Linked DNA regions of Mus musculus: region 1 is linked to region 2. A link is a contact called in public promoter capture Hi-C data. All regions are on one chromosome and are shown on one strand. The core of a region is the stretch at or near the end of the contact, and the rest is flanking DNA. Distances in the headings are between cores, read along the strand shown. Region 1 holds the start of Prag1 (PEAK1 related kinase activating pseudokinase 1). Region 2 holds the start of Smim18 (small integral membrane protein 18).

Region 1 (5,710 bases), core at 1,036-3,535, 2.3 Mb before region 2:
AACAGGCAATCCAGAACACCCAGACACCCCACTTTGTAAGGCTCCTCCCTCCTTTCCATTTTTTTTGTTTGTTTTTGTGTGTGGTTTTTTTTTTCCTTTTTTTTTTTTTTTTTTTTTTTTTTTTTGCCATCAGCTTCTGACAGCCTGGGGAGTTCAGTAGGCTCTTGATTATTGTACTGTACTGCCAGAAGCTACCTTGAGAGCACTCACTCACTCACGGGCACTCCTTTGCTCTCTTCCACAACTCTGACATTTTCCTGCAGGCTGACCACCACATGGGTCACACAACTGCCCAGAAACACAGAGTATCTTTAAGAGAAGTCGCTGAATATGAGTAACAAAGGAAACCCCGGGCTGCCCACTGTCACTGACTCATTGTGTCCTGTTAAAACTGGCTCCTTAGGCTCTGCAAACAGACATTCCCAGCTTGTCTTTGGAGCTAGAGCAGCCCTTCTAGGCCTGGAACTGTCTCCTGTTTGCTTTCAGGGAAAAGATGATGAACTATGCAAATGACTCTCAGAGCAGGAGTAGAGAGAGCCCTGGGTAGTGCCAGCTCTGCACAGCCTGGGAATGGCACCTTCTCACATGCCTACCTCAGAGGGTAGGTGCAGAATTATGCAAATGATCCCATTTCTCAGTGAGAGGCTGCAAGTGTAAGATCAGGAAAAGATCCGCAGCCTTCTTTGTGATCCAAGTCACAATAACAGAGCTTTGCCTCTGCAAACTTCGGGGCGCTACGATTTACAAGGCTGAGCTGTCAGATACACTCCCACCCCCATCTCAAAAAGAATCCGAAGAATCAGGGTGGCCAGATCCTAAGTATTCAGGTCAAAACCCCTCTTATTTGCACCCAAATTTGCTCATGCCTTACTTGATAGAATTCCACAATTTTCCATCTAAATAATATTGCTTCTTGTATTTTACAAAAAAAAAATAATAATGCAACCCCCCAAAGGTATAGTATGTATGGAAAGTATATAGATTAATGCATTATATTCCATTAGCCAGCGTGGTCTAGGGAGAAAGCAGGACATGACTACCCTAACACCCCACCTCACCCCAGCCCCAGCACTGAGGGTATATAATGGTATCTACATATCTTTTTATTTTCTACTTTCTGAGCAATCATAGTAGGAGGAGTGTGGACTTGAAGCCTGCAGTCTGATCCAATAAGGGGAGCAAAGTTCTGAGGGACCCTAGGAAAGCCAACTTGCTTTCTCTGGGGCCTCCTGTCAAATCTCCTCAGAAGGGGCTGTAAGGTAGAGTTGAGAACTGTGATCAGTTAAGCCTTTCCAACCTGAGTCTGAACTGAATCCGTTGCAAAACTCCTCAGCCTTAGACCTTTGGGCTCTACAATAGGCTCTGCAAAACCATGGTTGAGCTTTACCTGGGAGAACAGACACAGTGAGCGAGCGCTGTGGGCTGAGAATTGCTCAGCCGCCTCCATTCGCATTCCCAGGACTCACACACAAGCAGAGATTCTATTTTCCAAGGGTAAGCGTGCTTGCGTGTGCATGTGGGTGCATGTGGGTGTGTGCGCCCGGCTGCAGAGGGGACATCACAAGCAAAGGTTGGGAGCTAGCTCCAGGTATGGAATGATCACCAAGGTTCATCAAACAGATAGCACCTTCCTTCAGAGATCAGCTGCAGCCTAAAGGTGGCTTCCCTGGACCCCCAATTCGTCACCTCCGGGTCTGGCCGGAGCAGCCCGAACGGCCTCTGCCCCTCTGCTCCTTTGACAATACTCACTGCAAAAGGAGCAGTTCCCAACACACAAAACAGAGCAGCCAGACCAGCAAGACCAGTAAAACCATTACAGCAGTCGATCACCCTTCCCGGAACTCCAAGGAAAAGTTTCCCAGTTTCAAAGCGAGCGTTTCTCAAAAGAATTGAAAATACCCCTCCGACTCCCCAGCTTTCCCGTCTCGGAACCTGCACCGAGGGCACAACCCTGAGCACGAGGTCCGGACTCTCCACGCGCTCCGGATCGGTAGCCTGTCACCCCTGGGGACGCCAGCAGGGGCTGGCCCGCCGGGCCACCGCAGCGACTCTGCGAAAGCCCCTGGGCCGCCACGTTCGTCAGACAAAAAGCGGCGGGATCTGGAGAGAGAGTGGTGGGCTCACCTGGGGTCTGCGGTCTCGCAGCCTCGCCGTCGGTGACCCAGCAGTCCGTTGCCCCGCCGGACGCCTCGGAGCATTGTCTTTAGCGTGTCTGCGCGGAGTGCTTGCCCAGCCGCGGGCGGCTGACTTCTGCCTGGGCCCGGCGGCCGGGTGGCAGCTGCGATCGCGGCTCCGCCCCCTCCGCCTCGGGTGACGCCGCCCGCTCCGCTCCCGCCGCACCCCCGCAGTCCTTGCCGCTGCCCCGCGTCTCCACCGGGCCTGCGCGTCCCGCCACTCTGCTCGTCCCCAGTCCAGGAGGGCGGGCGATCGCCCCTGCCCAGGTCCCTAGGAACTCCGCACCGCGCCCCGCCCCCTCGCTCGCCACAGCGAGGCTCCGCCCCCAGCCCGAGCCTTGGCGCCCCTAGACCTGGAGCTGAGCCCCCCAGAGCGTCCCCAGCTCAATCCCAGCTCAGCGCAGTTCTGCTTGGAAGATCTCTGGTGCTCCCAGCTTTCCTTAACCACAATGCACAGATAGGTGTGTCTGTCGGAGTAAATGCATTCTCATCCCTCCACCCAGCCGACCCTAGGAGACCCTGGTAGGGAGGGAGCAAAAGAACGAAACATGGAAGAGAGGGGATCCGGAGTACAATAATAAGATCTAGGGCGGTGGGCTCTGAAAGAGGCGTGAGCGCCTTCACTGCCACGTACTGTTATCCTAGGAGAACCACAAGCCGGCTGGAGCAGGGCTGGCTGAGAGATTTCAGGTCCTGCTCAGCTCCTCATGTCCAGGCCTCTAGCAAATGGCTCAGCACATCTCTTTGAACTTTAGTGTTTTAACAGTGGAATGCAAATGTTGGCCTGGAGGACCGGCCTTCAATCATGCTGGGGCACCCAGGTCCTCCACCTGTGTTTACACCGCTTCCAGTGCGTGAGTCACTGGCTGAGATACAAGGAGTTCAAGATATTGTTCCTCGGGCGAAAAATCTTTTTTAACTCTCAGGAGAGGGCCAGCCAGTCGCCTCCCTTCCTCCAGCTGCCTGAGTAGGACAGACTTGCACCTTGCCCTGGGTGTTCCCTAAGAAGCCAGGCACTGAAGTTACTGCTCAGGGCCAAGCCTGAGTGAAAACGGAATCCTCCCCCGCACCCCCCCCTCAACACATCTGGTTGCTTCCCTTTGCTTTACAGAGGCAGCGCGGTGTTACATCCTTAATCAGGATGATTCCACGGAGAGAAGGAAGGCACCACTCAGACCCTCCCCCTCTTCGCCTTTATGTGGTGTTAACACTGGCAGCGCTATATAGAATATGAAAGAGGAAGAAGACATGTTTTGGATATGTGTGGCTTCTATGTAAGGAGTGCAAAGGGACCATAAGGAGAATTTACTTATCATTCAATGTCCCTCATTACCCATTTAAGTACGGAAAGACTGATAGGAAGGTGAATAGGAGTCGTACTAACATTCATGAAGAACCTACTACGTGCCAGGCAACGTCACAGGGCAGGGTTAGCACATTTGACACAGCATAACACAGGTCCAGAAGGGTCCTATCCTTTGCCAGGGCTCCTCAGGTGAAAAGTGGTAGTGTTGAGATGGGAACCAAGAGCTGCCTGATTCCACCGAGAGTCCACCACATTGCCCTACCAGTCAATCATTTCAACAAGTACATAAGGAAAACTCTGGTGGAACGGCGCCAGCAGCATTACATTCTCCTGAGGGGTCCAGTCTACTTATGAAGACACCAGAGGGGAAAGTGCCAACAAGCAGACAGGTACAAAATGGTTTGCACTGGACAAACACAATCCGGACCCAAGAGGGGCTTTCAGTTCAGTGACACTGGGCCCTCTCATGGGGATTTTGGATCATTCATGGCTCTCAGCATTCAGCTCCCCACATCTTTCAGTCCTCTCCAGGGGGCATAGACACTTCCCAGGATAAATAAAGGCCATGCCAAGCACATAAGAGACACTTCCACACTTTTTACTCTCTTTACCCAATTTATCCTTAATGCACAAAGAACCCAAAGAACACAATAAAGAAGCAAAGTTTGCAACACAGAGAGACCGCTGTGGTTCTATAGCATGGCACAGCAAGTGAAGGGTTAATTTGGAATTTCTGCTCAATAAATGGTTCCCAAATGGTTTGCTGGGCTTACAGGAGATAAATACACAATACTGCCACTGCTGATCCATAACATGGCTTTTTCTTTCCCCTTTTATGCCAGCTATGTGGCAGCAAAAAAGGCTTCAGCCTGCCTAATGAAAAACAAATCTTCAAAAGTGGCAAAGATGTATACAAAATACCACCCACTTGCACAGTGCCTGTCCTGCAGCTGTTCGGTGTGTTATAATTCCCTGTGAAACTGGTAAGCTCGTGCATGTGGTGGACGTTTGGCTTAGACTCGCACCCCGCACCCCGCACCCTGCAATGCAGTGCAATTTGTGTGTGCTCAGCACTTTGCATCTGGCGACTTGCTTTTCATGGTGTTTTCTACTCAGGGATGGAGCTCTTTGATACAGATCAGACCTTTTGTAAGAGCAATTCTCTTGGGTGTTTTAGTGCTTGGGCGCCATTCTGTACAAGAGAGCTGTTAAATTTTAGGAGATTGAGAGACAAGATTGAGACAGGGGTGCTTGGGGGTAAGGTAATGTAGTTTATAACTGAAGAACCAAAGAGGCAGAAGCAAGAAGTGTGTGCCATTAAATTATCCTAAGAAAACCGGAGCCGGGATATTTGAGAGGGCTCAGAGAGCATGTAGACTGGGCTAAAGAATTCTCATGCCCGGTCTTTCTCCATCTGGATGAAACAGAAATGCCTCTCACCTTAATGTCAGAAAGGTGTTCAATTTCAGTCCATTAATATTTATCGAGTTGCTTCTCCTTAGGAAGTTATAGGGAAAAAGTAAGAGACAAATAGAAGCACTCGGAAGGGAATGGAAGTGAGTCAGGTAGGGAGAGAGAGAGAGAGAGAGAGAGAGAGAGAGAGAGAGAGAGAGAGAGAGAGAGAGTTTTCATGGAGGAAGGGGCCTTTGTAATGAGAAAGGTTGCTATTTTGGGACAATGGGGACTTTCCAGACTGAAGGAATGGTATCTCTACAAAGGAATGGATTTGGGAGTGCCCCCCCCCCCCCGACTTCGATGGCAGTCTGGCAGGAGTATGAGGACAAGAGACACAGCACAGTGTAAGGTGACACTGGGTGGAAAGAGCTGGCTTGCCGGTGAGCCAATAAGAAAGCACAGGCATTTCTGCAACAGAGTGATGTCATCTAAGGTGGTTTCTCTTCAGGGTTCCTTGGATCTTGCCTTCCAGGTGGACTAGGAAGTGGGGAAAAAGATTAGAAATAAGAAGCATGACAGTTTCTATCCTGGGTCCAGATGGGAGACAGTGACCTTTGATAGGGACACGGCAAGGAGGTGAGCAAGGACAGCTTCTTTCGAGAGATTCAGACTTGGAGAGAACTGCAGGACTGATTGACCGAGTGCCATATTTACTAGCTTCCTCAATGAAGCATTGGCTGTGTCAAGCTGAAAGTGCACAATGATGAATGTGGAGTTTCTCATGTGAACCTCACCGAACTACTGTGTAGAGGGCATGGAGAATGAAGACAAGGAA
Region 2 (6,187 bases), core at 3,002-5,501:
TGTTGCTGTCTGTTTGGAGACAGGGTCTCACTACTCGACCACTGTAGCCTCCAGCTCATAAAGATCCACCTGCCTCAACCTCCTCAGCTGGAATTAAAGCTCTGTGCCACCACACCCAAGTCAAAAGACAATTCTAAGCACGTATATCTCATTCCACTCCTACCTTAAACTTGATTAGAGGCCTCCAATAATTAGACAAGAGAATATTATAAACACAAGAAGTGAGTAATAGTCAGACTGGTATCTATCTCCCTAAAATTTCCTCTTCATCTGCCTCCCTTCTTGCCCCTCTCCTCTCAGAAATCCTTATGTGTTGTTTCAAAACATCTACCATTGTGTTGCCTCCCTACAGAAAGAACCCTAATGCCATCACAGTATCACAAATGCATTTGAGTCACAGCCAGAAGGGTTAAAAATTTCATTATAAATTCAAGAAAAGAATTTCAGAAGCACACACTCTATTAGCAAGCTATCAGATCAGATCTACACTTCCACTTGGATGGTCCACAGAGAGAGTGGTTAAATAAGGAAAGACGGGAGGCTATTTCTGGCATCCGCTCAGTAATAACCATTTAAACAAAAGATTGCATTAGATAATAACCATTTAAACAAAAGATTGCAAAAGATTGCACAGTCAAACACAACAATTGTCAGAGATCCAAAACAAGTTTTAGATGTAATATAATACTCCTTTGAAATTAGTGAAAAGTCTTTATTGCATGTTTCCTTTCCTTTAATACTAAAATACAATGTCCTTTGAAATTTTCCCTTAGAAATAGCCTATCATTTTGAAAAAAGTAACTCAATTGGCACATTAAAGTATACCATGTTCCCAAACTAGCAACACGAAAAATGCTTTCCTGTCAGCACTTGGGAAGGCCAGCCTGCTCTACAAAGCCACCACCCTCCCCCCACAAAAAAAAAAAAAGAGAGAGAGAGAGAAAGAAAAGAAAAGAATGCCTTATTGATCTTACTGATCTGCTGATATGCCTTTACATACACTGTTTCAAAATCCAGGGGTGGTAGCATAATTATAATCTTAGAACTTGGTAGGCTGAGGCAGGAGGATCACAAAAGAGGAAGTACATAGGAGGGGACGGAGGGGAAAGAAGAAAAGGAAAATGATCTATTATTTCAAAAAAAAATGGGCTGGCGAGATGGCTCAGTGGTTAAAAGCACCAACTGCTCTTCCAAAGGTCCTGAGTTCAATTCCCAGTAACCACTTGGTGGCTCACAACCATCTGTAATGGGATCTGATGCCCTCTTCTGGGGTGCCTGAAGACAGCTACAGAGTACTTACACATTATAAATAAATAAATCTTAAAATAAAATAAAATAAAATATAAAAACAAAACAAGATTGTTTTTCTTCCAGAGGCCATGAATTCAATCTCAACGCCCACTTCTGGCAGCTCATGACTTGTAGCTCTAGCTAGCAGCTCCAGGAAATCTAATGCCCTTTTCTGGACTCCAAGGACATTCACACACACATGGCATACACTCATACAGACATATAAAAATTACATAAAAAATATTTTTCAAAATGTTTAAGGTCAGCCAGGCAGTGGTGGCACACGCCTTTAATCCCAGCACTTGGGAGGCAGAGGCAGGCGGATTTCTAAGTTCGAGGCCAGCCTGGTCTACAAAGTGCATTCCAGGACAGCCAGAGCTATACAGAAAAACCCTGTCTCGAAAAAAAAAAACAAAAACAAAAAGTTTAATATATATATATCTCAACTCCAGGGCTAGCCTGGACTACAAAAGAGACTGTCTCAAAAATAATAATATATTTGTTTCAGTTATGAAATACTAACTATATGGTTATTTTCCCCCAAGACGTTTGAAAGACTTAATAATAGTAATTCTCATTGTCCCTATTATCTGTCAAACATCACACTAAATGATTTTCACATTTAATCCTCATGGGGGGAAAAAATCAATTTAAGAGCTTTTTTCCTCCTCTTTTATTTATTTAGTATGGGGGGGGGTTGGTCTTCCTCAACTGCTTCTCTAGCTTATTTTTTTTAATTTTGTCTTACGTGTATGGGTGTTTTGCCTATTACCCCTTGAATGCCTTGGTGCCCCCTGAGGCCACAGCAGGGCATCAGATGGCTGGAGCTGGGGTTACAGACAGTTGTGAGCACCCATGTGTGTAACCAAACCAAGATCTTCTGGAAGAGCAGCCAGTGTTCTTAACACTAAGCCAGCCCTCCTGCCCCTACATTTTTCCAAACAGGGTGTCTCATGGAACCTGAAGCTCACCAAATGGCTGGCAAGCCCCAGTAATCTTCCTGTATCCACCTCCTCAGTACTGGGGTGCCAGGATCTTTCATATGGATGCTGGAGTCTGAACTTAGATGTTTTTGCTTGCACCATAAGCACTTTCACAACTCAGCCACCACCCTAGCTCTAATTGCTCTCTTTCAAACATACACATTGTGAGGGTTATAATGAGGCATTGATTTAAATCAAGCTGTAAACCCTGAATATTGCCCTACATAAGATCTTTACACATCATTATCCCATCTGACATAGGCCACTTTGTCAGAACAAAGACATCCATAAATAGACATTAACCTAGGACCTCACGAATCCTAGACAAGGATTCTACCACTGAGCTTAAATTAACCCCAGCCCCATTTTTATTTTTGTTTGAGATAGTCTCATTAACTTACTTAGTCTGGTGCCGGGGAGATGGCTCAGTGGTTAGAACACTTGCTGCTTCTGCAGAGGACTACGGTTCATTCCCAGCACCCACACAGAGGTTCACAACTACCTGTAACTCCAGCTCCAGGGGATCTGACACCTGCCTCCAGCCTCTGGGCACCAGGCACACATGTGGTGCACAGACATGCATGCAGACAAAACATCCATAGACATAAAATAATAAGTATTTTTAAAGTTACTTAGATTGGTCTTAAACTTGTGATCCTGCCTCAGACTCCTGAGTAGCCGGATGATAGGCCCGTACCGTTGAGAAAAGCATTTTAATTATAATTAGTGTTATTAAATTTATCTTACAATACTGTATTAAGAAAAGAAAAACTGGTAAAACTAAAAATAAAAAAATAAAAAAATTCACAGTATATTAAAAACTCCAAACAAATGATCAATTATGAACCACATATAGTTTTATCACAATGTCCCTAGTACTAAGTCAATGCTAATCAATCAAAGTCAACATTCAAATATTTATTGAAGGATTACTACAATATAATAAGGGCATTTCTATGAACTCCTATAGCTAGGAGCTACAGCTCTAGAAACTAATATAATGATTTACCTATAAATTTTTATTTACCTTTACTATGATTTATCTATATATTTATAGATGTTATAAATAGTGATTTATCTATAGATATAAACAATATATAAATAAATAGATTATATATATCCAATATATATATATTTACCCAATCTCCCACTGGTTTGTTTGTTCCATTGATTGATTTTTGGTGGGGTTTTGTTGTTTGTTTGAGACAGGGTCTCAGTATGTAATCTGGAACTCACTATACAGACCGAGCCAGCTTCTGCCTCTCAATGCTCGGATTACAAGTGTGCACCACCATGTACAGCTCTTACTACTCCTTTAATTAAAAGTAAATCTTGATTCTGCTATGATTAGGCCAAACTCTTTTCACCATAACTAAAAATAATGAATAGCCAAGCCAGTTGGACTAGACCCAATTAAAAACATAAAAGCTGTCTATATCTTAAAATTTAGAAAAAAAAATTACCCACCTAAATTAACTCTACTATAACTAAAAAAACTAAAATACTACTTCTTTTCTCTCAAAATTTCTCCCAAATACAAGTGTTCATAACTCTAGAAATCAAGACTTGAGAACATATTGAAAAAAAAAAACTGTTTTAATTTTAAGCTTACTTATGAGATTTTATGACCATTTCCTGCTAACATTTTACTAAAATGGTTAACCTGAGCAGTTGTTTCCTAGGTAACTACCTCTAGAGACTATGTTCTAGCCTTAGCACTACACTGTTCAGAGATACGTTAAATTTTATAGAGGGAAAAAAAATCTAGGAAATCAGCAACTGTTCCTATGTGAAAAATTAGCTTAAAGACAAAACAAACAAACAAACAATTTAAAGAGGTGGCAGGTGACAGCTCAGACAACCCTATTCAAGTTTATGAATGATCTACTCCTCAGGACGGCAGGACTTAATAATGCAAATGAGCACAGAGGAAACTGTCAGCTGCATTATGCGTCGGACCAATAGAAGCACAGCTCCATCTTGGCTGTGCACCAGACCGCATTACAAACAGACGGTACCATCGCTTCAACAGCATCTTTCCAGACAAGAGGTAGGTTTATTTGATCCTTTTTATTCAGTAGCTCATACCCTTATAAAACAGTAAAAAAATATTTTACCATGAAAGCCAGAAAGCACTATGCCTGCTAAAGACGTAAAAACAATGTATTAACCCATTATTTGGTAAGATTTTATCATGAAAATGCCGACTGCCTCATGCTATTTGATAAGCATCCTTACCATCTGTGCCTTAATGGAAATTCATTACATTTCCTACCAATCTGATCTCCACCCAGACCTTAAGTAGGACAAAAGCATTTGATGTTTAACCTGAGTCTTTGCTAATTTCATTTTCTCAAAGCAAATTTATTTCAGCAGTCTGGTCTGTCTTAACAAAGGATGTTTCTCAAAGGAAAAAAATCTAAAATAGCAAAGCCTTTGGCTAAAGCTTTCTGATTATATGTACAAATTATATTGGCTGGTAAAAAGCAGTTACAAGAAAGCTTGTATATCAACAAAGGAGAAGATAATTCAAATTATTTATATTTGACTTTGAGTACTAATGTAGAGAAAGCAAAGAAAATGCCAGTTATAATTTTTATATAAAAATTTTTAACATGTATCATTATGTGAGTCATATTATATTGTAAGCAGAGATAATTTATAAATCATCAGATTTTCCTAACATCTTAGTTAAAATAATTCCTCACAGTAAAATCTTACAATACAAGCCATGCTATCAAACAAAAATCTTTTAAAATGTCCTTAAATTACAAGGCACACAAAAATGTAAAGTAACTAGGTTACTCTAAACAGGTACTGATCCACACAAATTCAGTCTTTCTGATAAAGCACATCTTAAAATCCAGTGTGTCCTAGGAGAGCTGGCTAAGGTACAACAGTGACTCTCCCTAGTAAAATCACTTCCCCAGCTCATAATCATCCACATTTCTGCACACAGTATCTAGAGATGTCAGCCCTACTCAGCAGATGCCAGTTCTGCAAGTACTTAACAATCTAAACATCCAACTCTGCCCTTTACCTGGATGCTAAGTATATTTACTCCTAGGTTCTTTTATTTTTAACTTCTGCTTTTCTTTCTATTCCTTCTGTTTCTTAGCATTCAGGTTACACAGACAGATTATCTCTTGAAAAACTCAAAAGGTTGCTGTAACAAGATACTAGACCTCTCAAGTTCGGCACAGCAGGTTAATTACCTAGAAACCATTCTGCTTACCATACAGTATGGGAGCCAAGTAATATTAAAATAACTAACAATTAACAGTTAATTTATGGTTTATATTTTCAAATTGCCTTAAGACTCATTAACAGACTACATTTTCATATAGTCTATATCTATTATTAGCATACATGGAGGTTCATCATCTTTCAAGTATACCTTATCTCAGAGTCTCAGAGTCTGAACTCAATTAGTGGTTCTATAATTTAAAGGCTAGTACAATTAACTGATCATATTTCAAAGTGATGTGCTTAAAAGTGCCAGAGAATTTAATTTACCAATTTTCACCATAACTAGAGCTAAATCATAACTTCTAATCTGGTGATCCAGGGTCACAAAACCAATCCCCATAAATATCCCACTGGGGCCTTTTGAAAATGATAGAAAAATAGGTACAAGGAATATAGCAAAAATAACATAAAACAAAACCTAACTAAAAATATGACTTTCGCTGGGCAGTGGTGGCGCACGCCTTTAATCCCTTTAACTTGGGAGGCAGAGGCAGGTGGATTTCTGAGTTCGAGGCCAGCCTGGTCTACAGAGTGAGTTCCAGGACAGCCACGGCTATACAGAGAAACCCTGTCTTGAAAAAACAAAAAAACAAAACAAAAAAAAATAATAATAATAATAATAATAATATGATCTTCTTTCAAGCTTCCCATTTCTATAATAAAAT

What was found. Promoter capture Hi-C pulls out the DNA fragments that hold promoters and counts their contacts.
Region 1: a contact with region 2 is called in a promoter capture Hi-C map of pre-B cells, with 6 times the contacts expected there. The contact joins the promoter of Prag1 here to the promoter of Smim18 in region 2. A contact is called at or near these places in 1 of 39 promoter capture datasets (pre-B cells) and 2 of 9 other capture datasets (adipose tissue and liver).

What each region holds. Positions count from the first base shown.
Region 1 is chr8:36,091,403-36,097,112 of GRCm38.p6, reverse strand. It overlaps Prag1 (PEAK1 related kinase activating pseudokinase 1), which reads right to left and starts at 2,285. Exons shown (of 6, transcript NM_172911.3): 1 at 2,125-2,285.
Region 2 is chr8:33,745,834-33,752,020 of GRCm38.p6, reverse strand. Smim18 (small integral membrane protein 18) reads left to right here and starts at 4,251. Exons shown (of 2, transcript NM_001206849.1): 1 at 4,251-4,323. The region is part of intron 2 of Gtf2e2 (general transcription factor II E, polypeptide 2 (beta subunit)); the gene reads right to left.